Regions from separate parts of the Mus musculus genome. Here all the other regions are linked to region 1. The links are chromatin contacts, called in public Hi-C, HiChIP or PLAC-seq, Micro-C and promoter capture Hi-C maps. All regions are on one chromosome and are shown on one strand. Each heading gives the region's core, a stretch centred on a gene start, on an enhancer-like site or on the middle of the called end of the contact. The rest is flanking DNA. Distances are from core to core; before and after follow the strand shown.

Region 1 (3,214 bases), core at 387-2,886:
TTTTGAGTTAGAAACCTCTTTCCATTCTTACTCAGCTACCTTCTTCTGTGAATGACTCTTTCCTGCTCTCTCCCTCATCTCAGGGGGTGATGTAGGCTAGTAGCCCCTACTCTGCTGACTGCCCCCCAAGACTGATGGCTCCATGCTGGCCTCTGCATCCTTCCTCTGGGGAGGTCTGGGTTCCAGATATCTTTCTTGAAGCCAGGAATTGCTTATATCTTCTGGGACCCGCTTCGTTGGTGACCAGAATGTTGTCCACTGAAGAATGTCTTTCTTCAGTATGGGGGTGGGTAGGCTGAACCAAAGGCAGGGGTGAGACTCTGGAAGATAGAACTATACTCTTCAAAGTTACCTCCCCTAGGTCAGTCCCCAGAGGGTTGGTTGACAATACTTGCTGTCCTGGATCTTCTAAAAAACTTTGATACCCAGATAGACTGAAGATCTTCTGGTTGGTTAGCCCTCCTAAAGGCAGCCAAAACTGTACTCTGGCCTTCGTGTGTGTGTGTGTGTGTGTGTGTGTGTGTGTGTGTGTGTGTGTGTGTTCTTGGATCCACTTACTGTTCTGCCCTCCTCCACAAGCTGTGAGAGGATAAAGCATCATCTTCGCTTTGTTGTATGGCATAGGCTCCAGGTCCTCAGTAGAATTCCCAAGGTCAGAGGTATCTTCCAAGTAAAACCCTGAGTTCCTACCACCTGGTCCAGCATCACAAACAAGCCAGTTGCTGGCTCCAGCTTTCATTCCACACCTACATCACGATTCTGCTCAGAGTGAACTTTCTAGGGTAGGAGCTAGGTGGGTATGTTCTTAGGGGCGGTGTTTAGAGACAGGACTTCTGCTCTCTGAATTCTGCTCTCTGAACTCCCCCAGAGACCAACTCCAGCTGGGGCTCAGAGTGAGAGGGCTCTTAAAGAAGATTCTGGCTCTCGGGGTGTAGCCATGGTAGAGAGATCAGGGGCAATGTTCTAGTTGGGGTTCTGCCAGTTTGGGCAGAGGAGCTCCAGACCTCAGGCACAGCAGCAACACCTGATCCAGTAGAAGCATCTCCTGCATAGCCTCGGGTGGTGGTGAGGGTGAGGTGGGAAGTAAGTGTGTGTGTGTGTGTGTGTGTGTGTGTGTGTGTAGCAGAAAGCTGCAGCATCCTAGCCTAAGGGCCTAGCTCCTTCACAGTTTTGTGCCCGCTCTGGTGAACCAAGAGCACAGAAAATGTGGAAGGACACAACCCTTCCCCTTGGCACCATCTTAAAGATTACCTAAGGCAGGGGATGCTGGGCAGGGAACAGGAATGAAGGGATGAAAGGAGTCAAGTCCTTTTCCAAGTTTATGTGAAGTGTTATTTTCCTGGTGGGTGTTACTGTAAATGCTCTCCTTAGAAATATCAAATGGTCGCTCTTTTCTCACTCAGAATGCCAGGTCTCTGGGCAGTGCTGTGCAGCGCCCTATGGTGCGCCGGGTTGGCGGAGCAGGCTCAGGTTCAAGCAGCCACAGAGGCGGAGCGCGTGTGTCCTCCAGAGCAGCTAGAGAGGCCGGAGGGGATGGGCGGGGCCGGGCGCGCGTCCGTTGCCAAGGCCGCGCGGCCCTAGAGACCGGGTGCTGGTGGCACGCGCAAGCGCGGTGGCGAGCTGCGGTGCACTGTGGGATGGGAGACCGGCGCGCCGGGACGGCGGGCATCTCGGGGCACCGGGCAGAGGCGCGGCGCGCGAGGAGGGGCGCGAGCGGTCGCGGGCGGCAGCGCCATGAACGCCGCAGTGGTGCGGCGGACGCAGGAGGCTCTGGGCAAGGTGATCCGGAGGCCGCCGCTCACCGAGAAGCTGCTCAACAAGCCACCGTTCCGCTACCTGCACGACATCATCACCGAGGTAGGCGCGGGCTGGTGCGCGTCAGGTTGAGGTGGGGTGAGGGTAGGGGTAGAGTGCGGAACGGGTTAAGGGTCCGGGTAGTGGCGGGACGGGTTGAGGGTTGGGGTAACGGTGTTGAAGGTTATGGTTAAGTGCGGGACCGAGCGAGTGTCGGAGTGAGGGTCCGGGTAGGGTGAGAGTCGAGGTAGGATGCGCGTCTGAGTAGGATTCGTTTCGGGGTGAGAGTCAGAATTAGGGCCGGATCAAGGCGAGTGACCAGGTAGCGTGAGGATCGCGTTGAGGGACCGGGTAGTGTGAGGGGCGTTGTAGGATGCCAATCAGGGTTTGGGTCGAAATGAGGATTAGTCTCAGATGAAGGTGAGGATCAGGGTCAATGGTAAGGTCTGTGTGGCTCCGAGTGCTGATTGGATTGAGAGTGCGTTGAGGGGTGGAGGTGCAGGTCCAGGTCCAGGTGAGGGTCAGGGTTAGGTTCCAGTTGGAGTCAGGGTAGAGTAGCGGGTGCTGGTCTAGTGGTTTGGGTGGAGATAGAAGGCCCGGGTCAGAGTCTAGGTCTGTGGGTTAGGGTGCTGGAGCCAGAAGGTGAGGCTGAGAGGAGGTAGAGGCCCGGGCTGACATCGGTTTATTGAGTGTGAGCCTCGGGACAGGGTCTAGGCTCAGGGTCAAGTTGCTGTTAGGAGCTGGAGGTATGTTGGGGCTCTGGAATTGGGCTGTGCTTATACTTGAGGCCTGGGTAGGGTGCAGGTCCTTGTCTGGGACCTTCTGAGCATTCAGTGGTGCCTTCCATGTTAGGTTCCCAGGCCCACTAGGTCTTGGGACCTGCCTTACTTTACTTCTCCCAACCTGCAGCACTTACCATTATGTCTCTTTAGAGCTTGTCTTCTATTTGTTAGTGAGTCTCCAGGAAGCTGCATTGGATGAGGTACATAACATTGTACAACAGTTACAATTGTGTGGAGTCTGTCTGGGCTCTTGGTAACCCCAAGAGTGTCACTGCAGGGGGTACACAGAATGGGCATGGTACTCCAGAAGGTGCTGTGGAACTTGGGGTATGGTTGGGACTTAGAAGTCCAGAGCTCAAGGTCTCTCCCAGTGTTGACCCTCAGACTTTCTCGTCTCAGTAGGTTGAGCACTGTAGTCTACCCTTCTCGTTACTCATTTGGCCCTCCTACCTTAGCTTGTAATAGGTACTGTCTCGGAACATGGCCCTGTCTGTTAATCTTACATGTGTCCAGAAATGCTCAGGAATCCACCCACATCCCAAGGTGCTCTGCCGCCTGGTAGTCTCCTCTCCCAGTCTGTGAGGCGTTTGTAGCCTATCCTGGAAGGTCTGAGGAAGGGACTGGTGGTGTGGAGAGCC
Region 2 (2,775 bases), core at 187-2,686, 350 kb before region 1:
TTCACTATAGGTAAGAGGAGACTTGCATGAGCAATTGAGTTACTGCAAGGTGACACTGTGCAGGCCCACAAACTTATTCACAGTCTCCAATTCATTACTGAACAGCACCCAGCTGCTGGTAGGTCAATATGAGTTTGGCAAATCAATTTATTAATAAAAGAATAAATGAGGCCTCTGTCTCTGATGGAGCAGTTTGAAGGTAGACCCAGGTTTAAACCCATTTTGTCCTTATTGAAAGGGCCTCCACTACTCTTTGGTAATTATGTTCAGACAAGTAAAGTCACCTATGATGCTATTGAGATGTTGGTCCTCCTGGATCGTCTAATTTTGTGCAAGCTTAAATTATCTACCGTATCTGTACTGAGAACACAAACAAAATATGTATGTGGGAGGGGCTAGAGAGATGGCTCAGTGGTTAAGAGTACATACAGTTCCCATAGAGGACTCCATTTGGAATCCCAGGACCACCAGGGCTCACAACCTCCTATGAACTCCAACTTCAGAGAATTCCATGCCCTTTTCTGGCCCCTAAAGACAGCGCACTCAACGTGTACCTACCCACCGAGAAACACGCATATAGGCGTAATTACAAATAAAAAGCTTTAAAAAATATGTATATAATGAAAATTTAAAACCTCAGCAATCAAATAATCTTTTGTTTTGTGTTTTTTTGTTGTTTTTTGTTTGTTTGTTTGTTTTTGAGACAGGGTTTCTCTGTGTAGCCCTGGCTGTCCTGGAACTCACTTTGTAGACCAAGCTGGCCTCGAACTCAGAAATCCACCTGCCTCTGCCTCCCAAGTGCTGGGATTAAAGGCGTGCGCCACCACTGCCTGGCTCAAATAATCTTTTAATGCAGTCATATAAAAATCAAAATGAATACTAAGAGATCCATGATACCAAACTAAATAAAAACAGGATCACAAACAGTGTTCTCCATGGAGCCGTTTACAACCTGACCAAAATGGAAGAGAGGAGAAAAAAAAAAAAGGATACTGGTTTGGATAATTTTCTCATTTTGAGTCTTTTTCTGTTACTTTTTTGTTTTTAATGATTGTACTGAAACAATCTCTTGCTTTCTGAATTTTGTTGTACGCCCATACATTTTGTCCCAGAGGCAAATAAGTGCCCCACTCTAGACCCCCTCACCCCGCAAAGAGGATGCAGGATGCAGCAAAGCGCAAGCCACGGGGTTCCATGTCTAGGGCACACACAGCTCTACAAACCACAGGCACTCACCCGCTTAGCGCCTTTTAAGTCTCGCGAGAAGATACTCCCAGCGAGTCCAATCCAAGCCCCGTGCAGCTCCTTCCCGCGCATTTAAGCCCCACCAGGCCAATCATGGAGCCACCCTGTTACACAGCCAATAGGAGCTCTCCTCGAGCGGTGGGTGGGCCTCCGGCAGCCGTTACCCGCTAAACCCTGGGACACTACTCCTTGGAAAGTAGAGGAGGAGAGAGCAACCTGGAGGAGAGGTTGACAGCAGGGACACAGACGACACTTACGGTGAGCCCGGAATGGAGGCGAGACACCCTAGCCTCACCCACACCCTGGGCAACAGGGGCCGGTAGGAGCCTGTTCGGACCTATGCTGCCCTGCAGCAAAGTGCCCGCTCAGTTGCATTTTTTTGATCCCACCACCACGGTAGTAATTTGCTCTTGCAGGCTGGCCTGGAAGTCACCCTATGCATCGACACACCTATTGGTTAGGTGCTGGGCATGGAACCCAGGGGGCTCCTTCATGCTAGGCAAGGGTTCTGCCACTGAGCCAGGTCCCCAGGCTCGCCACAAGCACTGTGAGAGTGACTAAAGAGACAAGTGGGCACTCAGTGACAGTGTTGTCACTGAGGTCAAAGGTTGTTCTCTGGCGTCTGCACACACATGGTGCACATACAGACACGCAGGCACACATCAGTACACGTATCTGATTAAAAAAGAAAAAAAATGACTATGCTAGTTCTGGTAAAAGAAAAAAAAAACATGCTGGTAAGTCTTGCCTTTTTCCTCACATCATAAGATAAAATCCTGGGTTTATCTCTTGATTATAAGGATTCATCAGCAATCCACACCTGTCATTTTCTTTGAGGAGAAGTTTGTAAATAGAGATTTAATTTCCTTAGGTGCTAAGAGACCATTGAAGAGTTGTCAGATTTGTTAGAGAAAGTGTTTTAATCCTCTATTATCGCTTTAATATTGCCAATAGGTTAGTGGTTTATGTTTTCTCAGACCAAGTCTTATAAAGAGTATCAATTCCATTTGTTTTTAAGAAACAACTTTTGTCTTGTTTGCATGCACGATTGCCCGCAGAGAACAGAAGAGGCCATCAGTCCTGAGCTGGACTTTGGTTCTGAGTCACCCACTGTGGGTGCTGGGAATCCCACTTGCACCGTCATAGAGCAATAAGTGCGCCTAACCACTGGGCCGTCTCTCCAGCACATGCCTGGTTTCTTGTTTCTTCAGAACCTTCAGGCATTTCTGGTAAATCTTTTGTAGTGAAAGGATTCAATACTATTTTCTATTGATGGTGTGTGCTGGTTCTTGAACCCAGGTTTGCTGCATGAGATGTGTTAGGCAAGTGGTCAGTCTACCACTGACTTAGAGTGCCCAACCCCTAAAGCTGTAAATGAGTGCTATTTTAGCTGCATACTACATACTAAATTTCAAAATGTTTTATGATTTCCATTGTGATTTATTTCACCCAGAGACTTTTATGAATGTGATGCTTCATTTCCAAATCTTAAGGAAGTAACATCTTTTATTGTTTTGGTTTTGTTGTTTA
Region 3 (3,051 bases), core at 65-2,564, 310 kb after region 1:
CCTTTGGTGAGGGGGCAAGAAGTGGCATACACAGCTCTTCCAGCTCCTTAGACAGTGGTCTCAACCCGAGGGCCCCACATCGGGGGCCCTCCCCACTGCCCCCAGGAGTGGCTGAGGCTGTAGCAGTCTCTGGCCTCAGGTTCAACTTCAATAAGACCTAGTTAGCCCTTGATCACAGGGCTTCTCTGACAGCCATGCTCAAGCCTGGCCTAGTTGAGCCCGGGTCACCTGGGAATAGGTTCAAAGGCAAGGAAGCTGTAAACCACCTCCAGGCCCCAGCTAGAGCGGCCTGGCGAACAAAGAGACCCCAAGCACTTCAAACGCGCTGGCTGGCGCTCGGCGCTCAGAGTCCAGATGGCAAAGGGCCGGGATCCGTGATGTCTGTTCACCAAGGCCTGGCCCAATGTTCTGCAATCCTGAGCCCTCCTGCCCTGCCCATCAGTGCCCAGGGCAGGGGACTTCAGACAGGTTCAGCCTCTCCCTAGTCTCAGTGTTCTGGGCCCACCACCCGCCTGCAAGTGAAGCACAGTACAGAGGCTGAGGCTGAACCCCAAACCGGGATCCAACACTCAGGGCAAGGTCAGGTAGGCAGGCATGGCGGGCACATGGGCGCTCCCGCAGAGGCTCGCTGTGATGCCTAAGCTATAAAGCATTTAGGGGGCAGGTTCTGAAAACGTGTCCAGGCTGAAGTAGCCCAGAAAATCGGGATTGAAAAAGGATCTCCAACTTGCATACTGGCCCGAGCCGGGCGGCGTCTCTATAGATCCTAGAGGCGAGATCGTGGGGGTGGACATCTCTGCCAACAGGCGAGTATCTGCCCTGCCCCGGGTCGTGGCACTCTGCCTGCACAGCTCCACTCACTGCGGGCAGGATCGCGTTGCAGACGCCGGAGGTCTCAGTGCGCGCCCCAAGAGGCTCCCAGCTGCGTCCTTGGTCCACGGAGCACATCTGGGCTTGGACTTGCCTCCTCCACCCCTCGCAGAGACCCTGAACCCTGGCAGGGCCAAATCTGCTCCAGGAGACTCAGACAAAGGCAGGCACCGTTGAACTTAGAGGTCAGCACCGCTGATTAGCGGCCCGCGCCTGGGGTAGGAGCGCAGGCTGAGCGCGCGGATCTGGCCTCCGAGATGCGGGCCACAGTCAGGGCCGAAAAAAGCGGAGACAAAACTGAAAGTGCCGCCCGGGGGGGGGGGGGGGGGCGGGGGCGGCCGGCGAAGGCCCCAGAATTTGTCCTGCCCCTGGCCACGGTGGCCAATCAGCGCGCCGCCCTCGCTCCTGACAGCTATTTAGCAACCCAGCCGGGATAGAGTTTCCAAAAAAGTTAGAATAACTTCCTCTCCCGGAGACCTCGGTTTTGCACAAGCCGGCCTCGAAATCAGAGCCTTTGAGAGCGACCCGGGAGCCTGTGCTCGGCGGCCGCGGGCTTGGCCAGTGGCGTGCGCTCGGCGCCCCCCAGCCCCACGCGCGCCGGGCGGGCGCCATGGAGGAGGGCTCCAGCTCGCCGGTGTCCCCCGTGGACAGTCTGGGCACCAGTGAGGAAGAGCTGGAGAGGCAGCCCAAGCGCTTCGGCCGGAAGCGGCGCTACAGCAAGAAATCGAGCGAAGATGGCAGCCCGACCCCGGGTAAGCGCGGCAAGAAGGGCAGCCCGAGCGCGCAGTCTTTCGAGGAGCTGCAGAGCCAGCGCATCCTGGCCAACGTGCGCGAGCGCCAGCGCACCCAGTCGCTCAACGAGGCCTTCGCCGCGCTGCGCAAGATCATCCCCACGCTCCCCTCTGACAAGCTCAGCAAGATCCAGACGCTCAAGCTGGCCGCCAGGTACATAGACTTCCTCTACCAGGTTCTCCAGAGCGACGAGATGGACAATAAGATGACCAGCTGCAGCTACGTGGCTCACGAGCGTCTCAGCTACGCCTTCTCCGTGTGGCGCATGGAGGGCGCGTGGTCCATGTCCGCCTCCCACTAGCGCCGCGCCGTGCCATCCACCTCCGGAGCCGCAAGCCAGGGTAGGTGCTGCGTGTGGTGGGCATCCACGACGCACGGGTGGGTGGGCGGACGGGCCAGTGTATCTCTCCTCGTGAAGGTACCTCAGGCAACCGCACAGGGATGGGGTGAGCTTCCTCACCCTGCAAGGGTTGGCGCGACCTGAGAAAACTCTCCTACCCCGGGGGCACGCCCAAGGTCTTTTGCCAAGGGTATCCGTTCGGAATCCACCCGCCTGTGGTTCCCCATCAGGGTCCAAATACACTTATTGGACAAATGGTCACTTTTCATTTTTGGTGGATGGGTATCTGTGGGTGACTCTGTGGGGAGCGGTTGTCAAAACGTCTTCCTTAGGCCAGCGGAGGCCAGGAGATGCGATGCCCGCTGGGTTGTGGCCGACCTGTTGCCTCGCGCTCATTCTATGGAGCTGAGGAGCCCACGCGTGGTACAGACAATCCGCTCTTTCTGATCCGCAGTTCCGGCCCGCGCCTTGGATGCTAGGGCGTTCAAGCCCTAGCCGGCTCAGTACGTAAGATGATGCTGGCCCCTGGCGCGGCAGAGAGGTTTCTGTTCAGCGCTGGGGCTCCAGGTTCACAGAGGAGCAAATCTCTGGGCGCCAAGAATGCAGTAGACCCTTGTCGCCCCAAAAGTATGGAACCCTCAAGCGCCCAGGCCTGGGTGGATGTAGCGGCTTGGAGTCTCTGGCTGCCTGCAAGCAGGTGGATCGTATTTAGAGTTGTGTGCTTAAGTACCACCATCCTTGAACTTGGAAAGACACAGAGGCAAGGGATTCAGGCTGGGTAACAGGTCTGAGTGTGCGGTGGGTGTGGATGAAGAAGCAGTGTGAGCAGGGCCTTGCCTGGGAAGAAGGCAGCTCAGCACAGCTGAGCACCGGATTGGTGTTTCAGAGAGCGTTTATCATGTCCTGCACCCGCTGCTTAGCAGACACATCCCAAATCCCCAGGCAGCCCCAGGGGCAGTATCCTGCAGGCTCTGCTTCCCTGAGGCCTTGCTTAGATCTTCGAGGGGAGCGTGGTATAGAAAATTCTTCCCACTTAATTTTCCTTCGTT
Region 4 (3,016 bases), core at 492-2,991, 380 kb after region 1:
GCTGGAGATTCATTTCTGACAGGTAAGAGGAGGACCTCTGGTCTCTGACCTTTGACTTGAGTACCCCCCTCTCCTAGTTGTCTCCAGCCCAAAGGAAAGGAAAGCATCCCCCATGAGGTGTCTGTAACCACAGACTCTGATCCTCGGCTCCTGGAACTCAGAAGAAAACCCCCCATTCAAAATACCCACTTGTTTTTCATATGGACTAGTGTCAAATATTAAGTGTAAGAGCAGATGAGAAGACATGTGATGTTTTCTCAGTAAATACCGAGTGAGCCAGAGTGGCCTCTGTGCCCACTGACCTGCAAGTGTAATGGCCCCGAGGGCTCCTTACACAGAAATAATGCACTGTGAGTATATGCTGCTGCTGGGGACCTGGCTCTCGGAGGCTGCTCTTCTGTCCCATTAATTACTGCAGTGGAGGAAGTGAGGTCAGGCCTCCCACCAAGGCAATGGGACTCGCAGGGCCACTCTGCGGTTCCTCAGGAAAGCATTTTTTTCTTATCCACACAGCGACACCATCTCAAGCCAATAAATCCTCTTGAAGCAAAGACAAAGGGGAGAGAGGAATTCCATGGAGGGGGGTGTCTTTGAGTCTCTCCCCAAAGGGCCACCATGCTCAGGAGCAGGACCTGCCCACAACTCAGGCTTCCAGTACCAGGGTTCTGGCCAAGGGCAGGGTTGCTGGGTGGGACCAGATTAGGATAGTATGATGACTTCTATGTAAAATGAGCAGACAGGGACTCCTGGGGAGCAACACACACACACACACACATACCAGTGAGTGGGCAGCTGGGTGGTAGCTCCAGCCCCCTCTGAAGCTCATAGAGGTGTCTTCCTATAATCTGTAGCCCCTGCCTCGAGCTGGCCATACAAATGAGTAGCTTCTAGGCTGTGTCCCCCAAGGTCTCTGGAACTTCTACCAGCAAAGCTAGGACAATAAACTCCCTAGCATCAGGTAATGTGGAGCCCTGGGTCAAGCAAGACTGCCATGGGCCCTTGGTAGCAAGCAGTTTAGAGGTCTCCCTCCCTGTTTAATGACAGCTCTGGCCTGGCTCCAGAGGCCACCCAGGACATGTTCTGATGTCAGCTAGTGCCTGTGTTTTCAGAGCTTCAGGGACCAGGGAGAAGATCACAGAATAACAAGTGTCAGTGAAGACTCTCATCTTGGGGTGCAGACAGACATCTTGGTTTCATCTGTGGGTGCCCCTCTGTGAAAGGCAGGTGGGAGTACTCCATGGTGATCATAGGTGTGAGCCTACGGGACCTGCCACAGAGGCTGCGCTCATGCATGGTCCCATGGGGTGGGTTGTTTCCTCTCTGAGACGGAAGTCTTTCATTCCAGAGTTTATTGGTGGCCTCTGGCCCCTGCTCATGCTTGAATGTCACTTCCCCACAACATCCCTTCACCCACTCTGTTCCCTCCATGGCTGCCTTCTGCCCTGGCTAATACCAGGCTGTGCCTTCCTGTTGGCTGTTGTCCTTGTTCTGTGTTCTACAGCCAGGTTAGCATCTCTTTTGTCCGTGTTCTCCCTCCCACACCAAGGTAAGTGACAGCTGACGATGCTGTCATTTCAATCCAGGGACAATTCCACACTAAGCAAACTCTCCGGCAGCTCACTGAGCCCCTCCCCACGCTCACATAGATGTGAGATCCAGAAGGTGTTTGCTTAAACCCCTGACCTACATTCTCCATCACGCAGTCATCCAACCTGGAAATGGCTGGGCAGCCGCATTGCCAACACAAACAGGGCTGCACTGTGCTGTGCTCTCAGTGGCTCTGCACCCCTCCCACCTTCTCTGCCTGCCTGGGCCACACACCCATCAAGCAGGAGGAGGGCACCTCCACTGTGATACCCTCCCAAGGACTGCAGATCAGGCTGATTCCTTTGCAGTGGGGTCTCTAGGGCCTGGCTCTGCCCTAAACATACACGCAGCTCTCCCGAGATTCCTTGGAAGCACAGGACAGAAAATCTCACGTTTCTCTTCTAGCTTTCAAATGCAAGCTGGGGCTGTAACTAAGGGGTGTGGCTTGGGGCTGAACAGTCTGTAAAGACTCTTCTAAAATAGACAGGAGGCAGCTGGAGGCTTTGCACCTCTGTCTTGTGGCTTTCAGGGGGACCCAGGGCCTGCAAGTCTTAGGTTCTAGTGTGAGAAGAGGTTACTTACCACTGTTCTGATCAGCCTGACTGAGGCCCAGGAAATAAAGAAAAAGCAAATACAAGAACAGGAAACCTGATGGAGAAGCTGTAATACCCCAGAAGCTGATGTGTTTATTATAGAGCATTTGGCAGGGGGGACTATAGCATACAGCTGTCCATGGAAGTGGGTATATTACAGAAAACAAGGAGTCAGGGTTATTATATACAGCTGAAAAGGGAGACAGGTTTTGCTCATCTCAAGAGAAGCAGAGCTGTCTTCGAGCTGTAAACCTCCCTTGGGAGGATGTATGGTGGACATTTTCTGTACACATTATCAGCATCTACACTCAGACCTGAGGAAGACTTTGCCACCTCCACGGGGCTGAGGCATTAGGGGTCCTTGGTATGTGGCTATGTCCATATCAACAGCACACATATACCCAGGATTTCACCTCACTGTTCTGCCCCCCCCCCCCGTAGGGGGCGGTGAGAACAGGTAAGAAAATGCCCAGAGTACAGGGGGTTTCCTACAGGGACCCTGAAATGCTGGGTTTTTCCTCTATAGATATGGCAAGCCCAGGGAAGGGTGGGTTTTGTAACCCTCAGCCCCCTCCCCCAAGGTGTGCACCCACTAGGGAACCTCGGGGGCCTGAAGCCTGTCACTGTTCAGCACTGGCTGTTTCACGGAGCCCTGGGGAAAGGCTCCAGTCAGCTTCTTCCTTTCCCATCTCCATCTGGTACCCAGCTCCGAGCTCTCCTCTACACAGTCCCTGAGACAAGACCATGTGATCTCCCAGCTTCTTCTCAAAACATCCTGGCAGCTCCCTGGCTGGAGACCCAGTGGCACTAAATAGAAATTTATGTGACAGGCCTCA
Region 5 (3,132 bases), core at 354-2,853, 310 kb before region 1:
TGCTGTCCCGCTCCTTCAGGCTGCCCTGGGACAGCAGCGGTTCTTTTCCTCTGATGCCTAAGGCTAGTCCTGCTCGCTCTCAGCTGCTCTGAGCACAGTTTGTTTCCCTCTACGGTAGCGGAAGCTGGGCTGCTCCAGACTGTGTGTGCACATGCTCTGCTGCTGCTGCTGTGCACTTCAGGGAGTGTCCTTACGTACAGTGTGAAGCCTGCCCTCTGCCTCTCTCAGATGTCTTCCCGAGGCGTTCTCTCTGTTTCTTAGATTGGTTTCTGGACTATGGCTTCCCTCATCCTGCTGAAGTCTGGAAACTTAGTAGGCAGCCCCAGGCTGCCTTGATTTCTTGTTCTCAGGGCTCCCTGAACTGTCTACTGTGGCAATTGCTGAGGTCTGGTTACTTTTCCGTGTATAAATGGGAACTGTATCCACTGAAGGTGTTGTACAGAAGTAGACCTGCTGACTTCTACCTTAATGCCTCTCTCCCTCTGACAGTCTTTTAACGCAGTGTCAGCACATGCCCATGTGAGAGGGGATCCAATGCTGCTGATGACCAGTTAGAAGTGAGCAAATCTCACAGACTGAAGATGCCAACCTGCAGTCCTAGGGCAGCCACACTAAGGCCGGGTGTCAACGAGTTGCATCCTTTCTGTGTGAATTGGGAGAAACTCAGGGCAATTACTGGGGAGCCTCACAGCCTAGATTCTGAGCTGCAGACATGAAAGGAAGGACTGAATGAGGCAGGGCTCAGCTGCTTTCCAGCCATGACTTGCCCGTACTCCCATGTCTGTCCATGAAAGGAGGCTGGCCTCCTGGCAGGGCTTCATAAGGTTCAAAACGAAGGGCTAGCCAAGCCAAAAGAATGTGTTCCCTTCCCCATGTCCCCTTGACTTTAGGACATGTGGGGTCCCCAAGACATAGGTTTATGAACCCCAAATGTCGGCTTGGCCTGTGTTCAGGATGAATACCAGGTTGCTGTTAAGGGTCCTGAGCGCTTGGCCAGAAGGTGGCAGCAGCCTCTAGCCTTGTTCCCCTTGCTGTGAGGAACGCTGCTCACCCACCAGTATTGTAAACCTGAGTGAAGTCTCTGCCAGTGTATGGGGCCAGTGATAGTCTGCTCACCTGCAGCGTGCAGAGTGCAGACCTGCTCAGTTAGTCTGAGCTGCTGCATCCATGACTCTCCAGGTCAGGCCTAGCCTGTACTTGGGGTATCTGCCCCAGGGTTCTCAGCTTGCCGGTGTTACATGGCCTTTCTTGCTCATATTCACACACCCAAGTCTCCCTTACCACTACTGGTCCATCCTGTGTAGAGTCATGGCCAGTAGCCAACCCCAACGGAAGTCTCACCTTTTTACCTAGCAATTCCTTTTGTCCCTAAATTCGGTATTCATGGACTCTGCTACCCTACCCTGGCTTGTCACCACCTGCTGTCAAGCACACCTTTGTCCCTCCAAGGAGCCTTGTTCCCACTGACCATCTTTCCTGAGGTTCCACTTCTTGTCCTACAGACGTTGGTTGTCAGGGCTGGTTTTGGCCACACCACTCCAGCACCCCACGGGGAAAAGGAGATGGGACCACGGGGTGTTTGCAGAGCCCACAGGATAGCTGAGGAACCCAGCCGTCAGAGCGAGGTGCTGAGTTTGGGGACCTGGAGACCCTCCAAGCCCATCCGGCCCTGCAGACATTCCAGGAGGCTCCCCTCTAGTCCCAGCCGCGCTCCAGCCTCAGGTGCCGCCCGCCAGCTTCCGCCCTCGACAGCCGCGGGCGTGGGAGCCGCAGTGGGCCGGGCGCGGTCTCTCCTTAGCTCCCGCCCCCGGCGCGTCTCCAGCGGGCGCAGAGCTCGGCAAGGCGCTGGGACGGTGGGGCTCTGCTTGCCATGGCCCCGGGCCTGCGGGGCCTCCCGCGGTGCGGCCTCTGGCTGCTGCTGGGTGAGTAGCCCGGGCTGCAGCGTTGGTGGTGACCTGGGGCCGGGAGGGCAGCACCTGAACGCACCTTACTCAGGGCATGGGGTCTGGGCAAGACAGTAGAGTGGTGATGGGGGCGGGGGAGGGGGCGCTGCACCACCTTACGCTGCCACGGAGACGAGGTGGCTTGGGCACATCATCCAGCGGGCCATCCGAAGGCATCAGCAACTTTTGATCATACAATGGGCAGCTTGCTTTCCGGGAGGGATAGGGTCGCGGGGTTCCCCTGTCGGCACTTCAGTTCTCCAAACTGATGCAAGCTCCCTGAGCCAGAAGCAGCTTACAGATGTGCAGTCTTCAACCAGAGCCACAGCTTAGGGATCCGGACACTAAGGACAACTGGAAGCCTGACTCTCACCTACAACAGTTGCTGGTTGAGACTATTATTTCCACGGAGGGTGGGAGGCTAGGGGTGAAGGGTGGTTGTTGTTGGCGTGTGTGGCTAATAAATATTAGAGGTGGCAGACTTGCTTGGGATTTTGTTTTAGATTGATCAGAAACTGTAGCCCAGGGGTGACTAACAAGAAACTGCCCATCTCAGTTCCCTTGTCTGTAACGTTCTCAGGACCCGGGGCTGTCATACCTCTTGGACATAATTCAGGTACATAGCTACATTTTAACGAAAGCAAACAAAGAGTCGGTCCAGTGTCCCTGGAAGGGCCTGTGGCTTGATGATTCTTGTGGTCTTTTCCCATACCCATGGTATTGGTCAGAGGCACCTGCTGCACAGGCTCTGGTGGTGGCAAAGGCTGCCCACTAGTGCTGTTTATAGCCAAGGAAGCAGCTTGGGGCAGTGTGGCCTGTCCCCGGTGACTGGGCAGGAACAGCACTGGACACCTACCGTTTGCAGGGCAGAGCTCTCCTGTTTTTAATCCTTGCCAGGGAGTGCCAGATCTACACTTTAAAAATCTGTTTCTGTGTAATAGAATCTAAAGGTGGATTTGCCCCTTATATGTGTTGGCTAAACTTGCGTGAAAATCAAAACCTTATAATAATGTTGCTGTCTTTGGCTATGTTCAGATCCTTTTGGCTTGATGTGAAATTTTAGCTTCAGTTTCCTAAGAGATGAACATTAGCAGCACAGGGAGCTGGTTGGGCCCCTCCCCCACCCCCTTTTATTTAAGAATAAGCAAATAAATTAAGTTTCTTTACTAGTGCACCAGAGTCTGCACCC

Evidence for each region. Promoter capture Hi-C pulls out the DNA fragments that hold promoters and counts their contacts. Hi-C and Micro-C count contacts between places; a contact is called where the count stands out from the background. HiChIP or PLAC-seq counts read pairs in DNA pulled down with a chosen protein or histone mark.
Region 2: a contact with region 1 is called in a promoter capture Hi-C map of the HPC-7 cell line. The contact joins the promoter of Rbm44 here to the promoter of Traf3ip1 in region 1. A contact is called at or near these places in 2 of 39 promoter capture datasets (the HPC-7 cell line and pre-B cells), 1 of 115 datasets of contacts at active chromatin or transcription factors (bone marrow-derived macrophages) and 2 of 9 other capture datasets (liver and pancreatic islet).
Region 3: a Micro-C map of embryonic stem cells shows a contact between it and region 1, with 2.2 times the contacts expected there. The contact joins the promoter of Twist2 here to the promoter of Traf3ip1 in region 1. A contact is called at or near these places in 6 of 39 promoter capture datasets (the 3T3-L1 cell line, the SN4741 cell line, cranial neural crest and 3 more), 1 of 15 datasets of contacts at CTCF or cohesin (the NIH/3T3 cell line), 1 of 484 Hi-C or Micro-C datasets (embryonic stem cells) and 3 of 115 datasets of contacts at active chromatin or transcription factors (the NIH/3T3 cell line, embryonic stem cells and pancreatic cancer cells).
Region 4: a contact with region 1 is called in an HNF4G HiChIP or PLAC-seq map of pancreatic cancer cells. The contact joins the enhancer-like site here to the promoter of Traf3ip1 in region 1. A contact is called at or near these places in 3 of 39 promoter capture datasets (embryonic stem cells, frontonasal cranial neural crest and liver), 1 of 15 datasets of contacts at CTCF or cohesin (the NIH/3T3 cell line), 1 of 484 Hi-C or Micro-C datasets (uterus) and 2 of 115 datasets of contacts at active chromatin or transcription factors (the NIH/3T3 cell line and pancreatic cancer cells).
Region 5: a contact with region 1 is called in a Hi-C map of embryonic stem cells, with 2.0 times the contacts expected there. The contact joins the promoter of Ramp1 here to the promoter of Traf3ip1 in region 1. A contact is called at or near these places in 3 of 39 promoter capture datasets (the C10 cell line, embryonic stem cells and pre-B cells), 11 of 484 Hi-C or Micro-C datasets (B cells, the Ba/F3 cell line, the HL-1 cell line and 4 more) and 3 of 115 datasets of contacts at active chromatin or transcription factors (embryonic stem cells, memory CD8 T cells and pancreatic cancer cells).

The regions. Positions count from the first base shown.
Region 1 is chr1:91,493,032-91,496,245 of GRCm38.p6, forward strand. It overlaps Traf3ip1 (TRAF3 interacting protein 1), which reads left to right and starts at 1,637. Exons shown (of 15, transcript NM_028718.2): 1 at 1,637-1,857. The coding sequence starts at 1,735.
Region 2 is chr1:91,143,667-91,146,441 of GRCm38.p6, forward strand. It overlaps Rbm44 (RNA binding motif protein 44), which reads left to right and starts at 1,437. Exons shown (of 16, transcript NM_001033408.4): 1 at 1,437-1,503.
Region 3 is chr1:91,800,147-91,803,197 of GRCm38.p6, forward strand. It overlaps Twist2 (twist basic helix-loop-helix transcription factor 2), which reads left to right and starts at 1,315. Exons shown (of 2, transcript NM_007855.3): 1 at 1,315-2,003. The coding sequence starts at 1,481. The coding sequence ends at 1,963.
Region 4 is chr1:91,870,835-91,873,850 of GRCm38.p6, forward strand. No RefSeq gene overlaps it. Among named protein-coding and RNA genes, the nearest start is that of Gm46242, 7.3 kb to the right of the region's middle. Within about 2 kb of position 1,742, at least 71 of the 459 cell types and tissues checked have an H3K27ac peak or open chromatin away from gene starts, as enhancers often do. A contact at or near this core is called in pancreatic cancer cells and uterus, where this site is marked.
Region 5 is chr1:91,178,219-91,181,350 of GRCm38.p6, forward strand. Ramp1 (receptor (calcitonin) activity modifying protein 1) reads left to right here and starts at 1,604. Exons shown (of 3, transcript NM_016894.3): 1 at 1,604-1,922. The coding sequence starts at 1,871.